Linked DNA regions of Hermetia illucens: region 2 is linked to region 1. The links are chromatin contacts, called in public Hi-C maps. All regions are on one chromosome and are shown on one strand. Each heading gives the region's core, a stretch centred on a gene start, on an enhancer-like site or on the middle of the called end of the contact. The rest is flanking DNA. Distances are from core to core; before and after follow the strand shown. Region 1 holds the start of LOC119649970 (ribonucleases P/MRP protein subunit POP1). Region 2 holds the start of LOC119649647 (DNA-directed RNA polymerase III subunit RPC8).

The links. Hi-C and Micro-C count contacts between places; a contact is called where the count stands out from the background.
Region 2: a Hi-C map of an unstated tissue shows a contact between it and region 1, with 9 times the contacts expected there. The contact joins the promoter of LOC119649647 here to the promoter of LOC119649970 in region 1. A contact is called at or near these places in 2 of 2 Hi-C or Micro-C datasets (an unstated tissue and whole body).

The regions. Positions count from the first base shown.
Region 1 is chr2:43,277,460-43,282,271 of iHerIll2.2.curated.20191125, forward strand. LOC119649970 (ribonucleases P/MRP protein subunit POP1) reads right to left here and starts at 3,436. Exons shown (of 3, transcript XM_038052406.1): 1 at 2,273-3,436; 2 at 1,123-2,218; 3 at 690-1,066. The coding sequence starts at 3,300. The coding sequence ends at 740.
Region 2 is chr2:43,462,112-43,466,829 of iHerIll2.2.curated.20191125, forward strand. It overlaps LOC119649647 (DNA-directed RNA polymerase III subunit RPC8), which reads left to right and starts at 2,921. Exons shown (of 5, transcript XM_038051902.1): 1 at 2,921-3,166; 2 at 3,229-3,412; 3 at 3,477-3,617; 4 at 4,010-4,146; 5 at 4,204-4,404. The coding sequence starts at 3,056. The coding sequence ends at 4,332. LOC119649646 (serine/threonine-protein kinase RIO1) reads right to left here and starts at 2,845. Exons shown (of 4, transcript XM_038051901.1): 1 at 2,645-2,845. The coding sequence starts at 2,707.

The DNA of each region.
Region 1 (4,812 bases), core at 2,186-4,685:
TTTGTATTCTGACCCGGTGTTATCACATTCCAGATATCTCTCGACCCATACTCGACCGTACGACTCTACTGCTCCCCAGCCTCCTATAATCCTCTTCAAAAACCGCAGTTTCCGAGTTCATCCCACTCAATATCGATAAATTCCTTCTAATTAGATGTGATCGCATGGTATCATTCAGAACTGCAGTTCTTGCTTAACCCAGAATATTTGCACTAATCGCCTCCTGCGCCCGTTTCAAAAGAGCTGATCCTGTAGGAATGCTCCATCAAACTCTCACCAGGACGCTGCCTACACACTCGTAAATCATCTTACAAGACGTTAAGCGATAGCTTGGGTATATACTCATTTTTCAAACTCTTCTGAACCGAAGATGAGGTACTAAGTATCCGCGACCAATCGAATCTTTACGCAACTAAGGAATATGTCCGTTTGCTAAACTCTTAGCATATTCGTCATGCAAATTTAGTCAGGGACGAGTATGACCGTAATGGGCATCAGTGACATGCCGATATGCGAGTAACCGAATTAGTACATCACAAAGAAGCAGATGACCTCAACATTTACAATGAATGATTTCTTCCATATGATCCTGATGTGTATCAGCTCCACCTCCTCACGTAGCAACAATTTCGACCAGCGAAGCCGCATAATGAGAGGATGTAATGCCAAATCAAGAAAACTCCACGAACTACAAAACGTGTAACAATCATATATTCATCTCAACTCTCTCATAATCCTCTTAAACAGAACAATTTATCTTAAAATTAGCCAATCTATAGTTCCGTGACTTGGTTCCACGAATGAGCACCATTTTCTCGCCTCGTCCCTTGCAGACAGCCAATAATCGCTTAAGACCCTGCGCCGTTATGTACCCGATGGCCGTCACATTTGCCTCCGTAAAGCTGAAGCTACTCTGCGTCACGTACCCAAACACCTCCCGCGAGCACTGGTATCGTATCGAGCTCTGTGCGTTCGGAAGCCACAGTTCACACATTTTCTTGAATTGTTCCGCAACTATTGCACTTGTGCCAGGTGGGCGGATTTTTATGCGTTTATCGCTGGTTTCCTGGGGATAAGACAAATTTGAAACAAGAAAAGGCAGAAAATAAGAAATGATGTTACCTGCTTCCGCCTCTTTTCGCGAACACGACGATTTCGTAGTCTCTTCAGCAGCTTCTTGTGTTCCTTTCGTAGCTTCTTCCTCGTGTTTTCATTGCAATCGTTATGCAGTGGTTCCACGTGAACAGGCTTCTTATTGAAGAATTTCTGTTGCTTGAGGGCGTGCTTCAGATCACGACTTTTGGGCAAACAAATCACCGAGAAGTCACCGGGATTGCCGCGACTTTTCATTTTCAAATAGATCGGAACAAGGCAGTCTTCAGGAAGGTTAGGAAGGTTCTGGTTGCGATGTAAAGCTGTCGCGATGTCATCAAGCAACTGTTTCTCGCGCAGAACGTGAAAGTCTTCAGTGCCCGCTGACGGGGGCATTCTCCATTCGCTGACTAGTTTTTTAAACGAACATTCAAAAGGACTTGCAATCCCCAGCCGTCGATAATTGACTCGTTTATTTGGCGGCAAGCGAAAGTATTTGTCACGAAGTTCGCGAAATTTCTCGGCGCGTTCCTTGCGAGCAATCAGCGTATCGGGAAGATTTTCATCGTTCCCCGACTCCTTTGCGATAGAGTTCATCTCCCGCAGCCCACCTGGACGAGCTCCCCACATAATCAAGCAAAGCCAGAGTGGCATTCCGTAACCAGACGGCACAATCACGTCCCAGCCACAACCGTAGCCTAACTTCTTGTAGAAATTATTTTGCGACCCTGGACGCTGGATAAGTAGAATGGGAACGGGTTGCATTTCATCTTCGAAGCGACAGCGGTCCCCAGGGATAATGGCGTCCTCGCTCCGTTTTTTGCAGAATTCGTGGTTAGAGAGCATCGTCTTAGTGAGGTTTGTACGAGTATCAGAATCCCAAATGAAACTAAGTGCGAGATCCTCAGGAAGGGCCAAGAACATGCTTCGGTTGACTGGTTGTAACTCTGGTAAAGCTTTAGTGCGTTTTTTGGGTCGGTTTAGCCGAGGATCTTCGATGTTTAGACCGAGCACCATATTCGGAATGAGCATTGCAGGCGAGGTAATGCCTTTGCAGTCGTCCCAGAACTCTGTTTGCAGCTGATGGGCTTTACTAAGCTTTTCGTTGTTTTGCAACTCCTTGAACCTGCGGGGATTATGTTAATTTTACTTCATTTACGATTTTTAAAAAGTCTCTTACCAGTTTTCCGGCTCGTTGGGTCGCAAGCCCTTGCATTTCATTGCCGAGACCAACACAGACTGCGAAAGGGGACCTGTGAGCCGATACCGGTTCAGTGTGTCTTTCAGTTCAGTTAGAGAAATATTTGTATCAGCGTTGCTGTAGCTAGGGCACCGCGCGTAAGCGACTGTCTTCGTTATCGTCCTTGTTTGTCCGTCCGCGTCTTCCTCCATTACCTGGTTTTGGTCGCTGGCCAATCGGAAAACCGAAATGAGTTCCTTGGCTACTTCCCTGTAAATCGACGGGTGGGCGAATATCCACAATGTCCGGGAGATTTCGAGAAAACTCTCCATGGGCTTCCAGATGAAGCTGATGGTGCCCAGAGCTCCATGTGGGTACTGTCCGGCCTTAAAAAGGTGAACGGTGCCTTCTCGCTTTCCGCTTGTGTACAGTTTCGCCGTGATCCCCAAACCACACTTGGAGTTCGTCATCTTATCAAATCCAACTTTTAAATCGTCCAGCGGACCTTTTACTTCTAGACAACCCAAATACGAAACGTCCTGGATTAAGCAATGGCTCGAGGACGCCCGATAACTAGCTCGGAAGGTCTTCGCGCACGAAGCCAGCGGCAGTTTGTACCCCCACTTGGGAATCATATGAAACCGCTTCGCATGCCAAATATGTGTCTCCAGCCAAATGTTCTTCTGCTGCCGCCTAATGTATTCCTTCAGGAGATTGCTGGGTTTCCGCCGAAACTTCCGGGAGGGTCGCTTCGTAGATTGAGGATTTCCAGCTTTGGACATTTGTGATTCGTGTATGCCTCGATAGCGTCTGGGCAGCCGCTTAGGGTGGTGAGACATCGCTCGCCGCCGCATGTGTTTAGGCAGCGTTTGGAATGCCAACTTTGTATTGCTCGGATTTTGGATTTCATTGATGAGTTTGCGGACCTCGTCGGCACGCTCCGCGGCATAATGGTAAGTTTGAATGGCATCGGGAATGGGCACGTGGCCTCCGATTGCAGAATCGTACTCTAGCTTCTCTGATGTCATCGCACTTAATTTAATTTACTCAACTACTACTCAATTTAATTCACTAATAGCTACAAATTCCGAACCATTTGGAACTTTACACGGAAACCTCGTCCCTCTTGGTTATGTTTACAAAATTAAATGAAACGTCAATGTCGTTTCTAGTTTCCCAACAGAGGCCACTGCAATCACTAAGTGACGATCTTAAGTGAAGACGCGAATCATAGTTGGTTCTAATTCAGGGTTAGTAGAAACCCCAAAATACTAAAATGGAATTAATTCAGTGACAGAACTGTAGTTGACAACCAAAAAATGTTCCATGTTTAAAGAAATTTACACCTCTAAATATAAATAATAATTTGCATCATTATTAGTATTTCCATATTTCACAAAATCAACTTTAGTTTTTCAAACCGCAGTAACATCCGTCCCTAGTACTAAAGGGTTAAGTCTTAGATAATGTCCAGAATCCTATTCAATATTCTTTTTAGGGGATTCCCCTTCTTTTTTCGATATTTAAATTTCAAGTGTTTTCCAATGAATTTATAGTATTTCTCGGAACATAACGTGATTGCTGGGAATCAACCAAATCTGGAGTGTAGTATAGTGCCGGTAAAAATGATAAGACACCCCATGTTTTCCATAAAATAATAAAACAATTCCAAGGAGGTTTGTATACATCCGAGATAACGGTGCCGAATTATATTCTCCTGAGTAATTAGCTGGGGGATTCCCCAAAAACATGGAGTAATTGAAGAAATTCGAATTTCAGGTAGGTAAAGAAGATAAGACAGCAAAGAAAAATCATTCTCTGGTCATTCGAGTGTGAATATTTGACCTGTAAAAAAGACGTAAGGTATTCATAGAATTGGCTTTTAACATTTGTAGGTGACAAGCGATGACGGCTTTACGGTTTCTTACCAGGGCAGAAGCAAATCGCAGACGCTGCCTCACCTCTGCCCTGCGAGCACCGTGACCGTAGCAGCTCGCAGATGTTGAGTGCTCCTTCATATAATTCGGAGAACACGGCAGCGTCTGACGATTTGCCTCTGCCCTGGTAAGAAACCGTAAAGCCGTCATCGCTTGACATTTTTGGAAAGTTTGGGTGGAAGCCCTAAGCGAGGGGTCCATGGACCCGGAAAGAGAGAGTAAGTTGCTCCCCATTTGGTCCAGTCCAGCATTCAGTTGATGCGGACTTAGGACCCCATTATTCTCAAAAACATATATACATATATTTGTAGGTGGTTTTTAGTAAATTTTGTTTAGTGAATACGTGATAATGGGTAGAGCAAAGCGGTTGACTACGGCGGAATCAAAGGTTATACAAACATTACATGACGAAGGTAAACCCATAGCGGAAATTGCTCGGATTACGAAGCGCAGCAGATGTTTCGTCCGTAATGTTATTCGGGATCCCGAAAATTATGGAAAGAAAATGTCCACAGGGCGCCCAAGAGCGGTAAGTCCTCGGTATGAACGGAGAATTACTATATTAGCATGCGATTAGTGCAGCCCGGAAAACGCGGGCAAGGC
Region 2 (4,718 bases), core at 1,671-4,170, 180 kb after region 1:
TTTCAATGTCTCCTTAAAAATGGCCTAATTCTCAACGTTCACAAATGCAAATTTCTCAAGCAGCAGGTTAAATTTCTAGGCCATTCCATCACCCTGACGATATTCAACCCGACCCAGACAAGGTGCAAGCGATCGCGAGCTTTCCGCTGCAAAGACTATAGAAGGTCCTTGGGTATGGTAAAATTCTACCGTCGTATCCTTTCTAAAGCTGCTCACTCCCAGGCATTAGTTAACGTCATCATGTCTGATCCTAAGACCAAGTATTCGCGAGTAGTTGTGTGGTCTCCAGAAACGGTCCAAGCGTTTGAAACCATCAAGCAGCAACAGGTGGACGCTACTCGTTTAACATTCAAGATGCATTTCTAACCGCGGTGGGTGAATCAATCACGTTCACTTTGTTCACAAACCAAAAGTCTCTGAGTTTTGCCTTATGGCAAAAGCCCGTCAACTTTGATTACATTAGCCAGTTCAGATCAGCCATTCAACATGTGTCCGATAAAGACAACTGACGCTGACGCTGATCTCCGAGATCAACATCCCAGCCGCAGTCGATTTTTTGGCAATCGCTGTGGTTCAGAAATATGACGCAGTTCTTCAGATCCTGCAACCGGCCTTCAAATACAAGTTCAAGGAGTTCCCTATCCTTGCGTCACATTCCTTTATCCATTACGAGATCCCTGAAAAGGGACCTAGGCCATATATCCGCTTTTCGTAAAGAAGTTTTTCTTTCGGTGCACGATATTGCGAATCCCGGCATTCGGATAACGAACTAGTTAGTCTTCAACAATTATTTCTGGTCTTTCATGAATAAATACTCTTGGCCACGTTCGAGAGAAGAATCCTCCGAAGAATTTTTCGCCCCCTACATGAGGATGGACGATTCCGTAGCCTACATAACGACGAAATCTATGAGCGATACCACGACCGTCAGGTTGTGGATAAAATCCGGCTTAAAAGGTTACGGTGGATGGATTGCTTAATCCGTATGGATGAGGATGATCCAGCCCGCAAAGTCTATAGGGGCAATATCTATGGCAGAAAAAGAAGACGAGGCAGACCCTGCCTAAGATGGAGCAATGGCGTAGGTCAGGATGCCAGACAGCTTTTAGGGATATTAAATTGGTGGACCTCGGCACGAAACCGGGATGTCTGGAGTTCCTTATTAAGACAGGCTTAGACCGGATACCGGTTGTTCCGCCGTTGATGATGATGATGGTGAACAAAGTCGTGAACTCTTGGGCAAGAGAATGCCTCGCATGCCAAAAGTGTAGTCGCTAGACATGCTAGGAAGGAAGTGGGTGTATTTCCTAAGTCGACAAGGCGCTTCCACACTACACCTTTGCGAGGCACCATCCTCTTCAAATCCACCCAACTACTGGCCTACGCTGACGATGTTGACATTATGGGAAGAACAACCCGAAATGTCTACCATCATCCAGATCAAGCAGACGAAGTACATGGTGGCAGCGAATCGCACTGGTCAAACGAGAAGAATAAAGATAGGAGACTACAACTTTGGGTCGAAATTCACAACTATGACGACGAAATCCGCACACGGTTGTTCGCTGCCAACAGAGCCTATTTCAGCTTACAAAATCTGTTCCGCTCGAAACGTCTCACCATAGGGTCAAAGCTGTTACTGTACAAGACTATAATCTTGCCAGTCCTCATGTATTCCTCGGAAACTTGGGTTCTTAGCAAGAAAAATTGCAAACTTTTAGTCGCGTTCGAGAGAAGAATCCTCCGAAGAATTTTTGGCCCCTACTGAGGATGAACGATTCCATAGCCTACATAACGACGAAATCTATGAGCGAGACTCCGACCGTCTGGTCGTGGATAAAATCCGGCTCAACAGGTTACTGTGGGCGGGTCACCTAATACGTATGGATGAGGATGATTTAGCCCGGAAAGCCTATGGTAGAAAAAGAAGACGAGCCAAACCCTGCCTGAGATGTAGCGATGGTCAGAACACGAGACAACTTTTAGGGATATAGAATTCGTGTCTGGAGTTCCTTAATAAGGCCAACCTAGACCCAATACTGGTTGTTGCGCCGTTGATGAGGTGTACGCAGACTTTTTCTGCTAAGTGTATATGGCAGTTCGCGAATTTACCACCCCATTCAGTGCATAGAACAATATTTTGTATAAGACCCTATCATATAATTCCCACCGCAAAATATTGATATTTAAATTTTTTCGGAAAGTATTGGAAATGTACTCAAAATTTATATAAAGTTTTCAAAAAAATTTGATGGTCGGCGGAAAGATAATTGGAAGATGTGCATTAGCAAATGCACTACTCGCGAAGGGTTAATTTCAATGAGTGAGGAAATCCTACACAACTCAATTTCTTTAATTGATCGCGGTAGTCCTGACAACTAATATCCAGCAGACAATTGACTATTTGCACAATTTAATTCCTAATTTAATCCTTGCATTGCACAATAATTGCAAATACAACTTCAAAACACGAGACCTAGGCCATTTCACCACCGTTAGAAACACCACTTACGGTGGTTCAGCGCAGTCAGTTTCTGGTTGGCAGTAAAAAGACTGAATCCCCTACTCAGGAAACTCTGTAACTATTCTTTCGAACGGGGCCACTGAAATTCCCAAATTTAACTTCCTGGAGCACTACACTCACCTCATCACAAACTGGATCATCCTCCTCTGCATCGCTAAACTGACCGGGAGCCGGCACACTCATTATGGCTCGATTCTAGAAGAAGGACAGTAATCACAAACAGGCCTATATTTAAAATCCTTCCAAGCTCTTTAAAAATGTTAGCAAAGCTGAATAACCGTTCAAGAACTAACAATCCAAGACCGTGCTGCAGACTTTAAACACTCGTAAAACGTCAAATCAAGTAACACGTGCATGCTGTGGAGAGTTTTCAAGCTGCTGTCAAAACAAATTTGACAGTCTCGCGCTCGGTGTTTATCCCGCTTCAAAGTGGATTAATTTTAATATTTCCTCAACAACGTGAAGACTATAATCATTCCTTTCGTAGTAGATATGTTTAGATAGCAATTTGCTGGTGAAAAAGCGTTCGGAATGTTTGTTCTAGCGGAGCTAAAGGATACAATCCGAATTGCACCGGAGCAATTCCACCTGAAGCTGTCGGAAGCAGTCCGGGATGAAATCAATAGAAAATTAGCAAATAAGGTGTTTCGCATGTGATAATATTATCATGGCTACGATTCTAACTCATGTTTCTGTGGATTTAGGTACTTTTAAACGTCGGTCTGTGTATTGCCCTGAAAGATATTGTCAAGCTTGGTGATTCCATCATATTGCCGGGAGATGGGGCGTCGCACACTGAAGTGATTTTTCGGTATATTGTATTCCGTCCAACAGTCGGTGACGTCATAACCGGTAAAATACGGAGTTGCAGTCGTGAAGGAGTGCATAGTAAGTTTGATTGCAGAAATTGCGTAAAATACGGAAACTAACTGAAACACTATAACACTTGCAGTTACGTTAGGCTTTTTTGATGACATCCTTATACCACCGACTGCATTGCAACATCCTTCGCGGTTTGAGGAAGCGGAACAGGCCTGGGTGTGGGAGTATCCCTTGGAGAATGGCGAAGGGCACGACCTTTTCATGGATATAGGTAAAATGCCTTTGAATAAGCAAATAAAAAGCCGATAGACAATCACGGGAACGTGTTATTTCCTCTGAAACCATTCCAAGTGCAGCTGATGAAGCTTATTTTCGTTGCATGAAAGTAGTTATCTGCGATCTTCGCATGCAAATTCAATTCTACCTTTCATTGAACTCATTTCTGCATCTTCCTTCAAATGTTAGCGATTTGAACAATGGAATTTTATTCGAAAAATTTGGATTTAAGAAACATGTCCATTAGGTCAAGCTTAGAGAAAGTTTTCGGAACCCGTTGCAGTTTGTACCAATTTTTATAGGTGTCGGTCTCGAACTTATTTACACGTTCAATTTGTCTAGAAGTTCATAATTAACAATTAAACGCGATCGTATAATAATTTTCAGGTGAACCCATCAAATTTCGTGTATCGAGAGAAATATTCGAAGAAAGTTCGCCTATTGGTCCTCCGGATCAAGCTGAAAGCGCATCGACTTCCGCATCCCAAACAACAGCAGACGTAAAGACACCCTACAGGATAATAGTAAGTGGCTCTTGACTATGAACGCACATTGAAATAACGAATCAATTTTTACTCTAGGCTGCAATAAACGAATCTGGTCTGGGCGTCCTTTCCTGGTGGGAATCGCACGGTCAAGAGGAGAATGGCGAAGATGATGGAAATGAAGAAGACGTCGAAGAAGTGGAAATGGACACTGAAACTGTGTAATTTCAATTTACTTGAAACTTTTTGTATATAAATAATGTTATTGGAATAGATTTTCTAATTTATCACTGAAAACGAATTTTTATTTGCAATCAGAATTTCACGGCTTGATCAAAGCCTTATAAATAGGTTTTTAGTGTAATATGCCAAGTTTAGGAAAGTAAAAGCACCAAAATGTTCATATTTATGATAAAGTATTGGAGACATTCACAAACAATTGACACAAGTACCTCAGAAATGTTGGGTGGATGGGAAAAACAACCAAGTGAAAAAATGCTCTTCCCTAGCAAAACACAAAGATAAGCCACCTTTCGAACATGAGGTCAAGAGAATCTGCCATCCATTTGATGACGACCCGACCAATTGGAAGGAAACTGCCTCTCACTTTT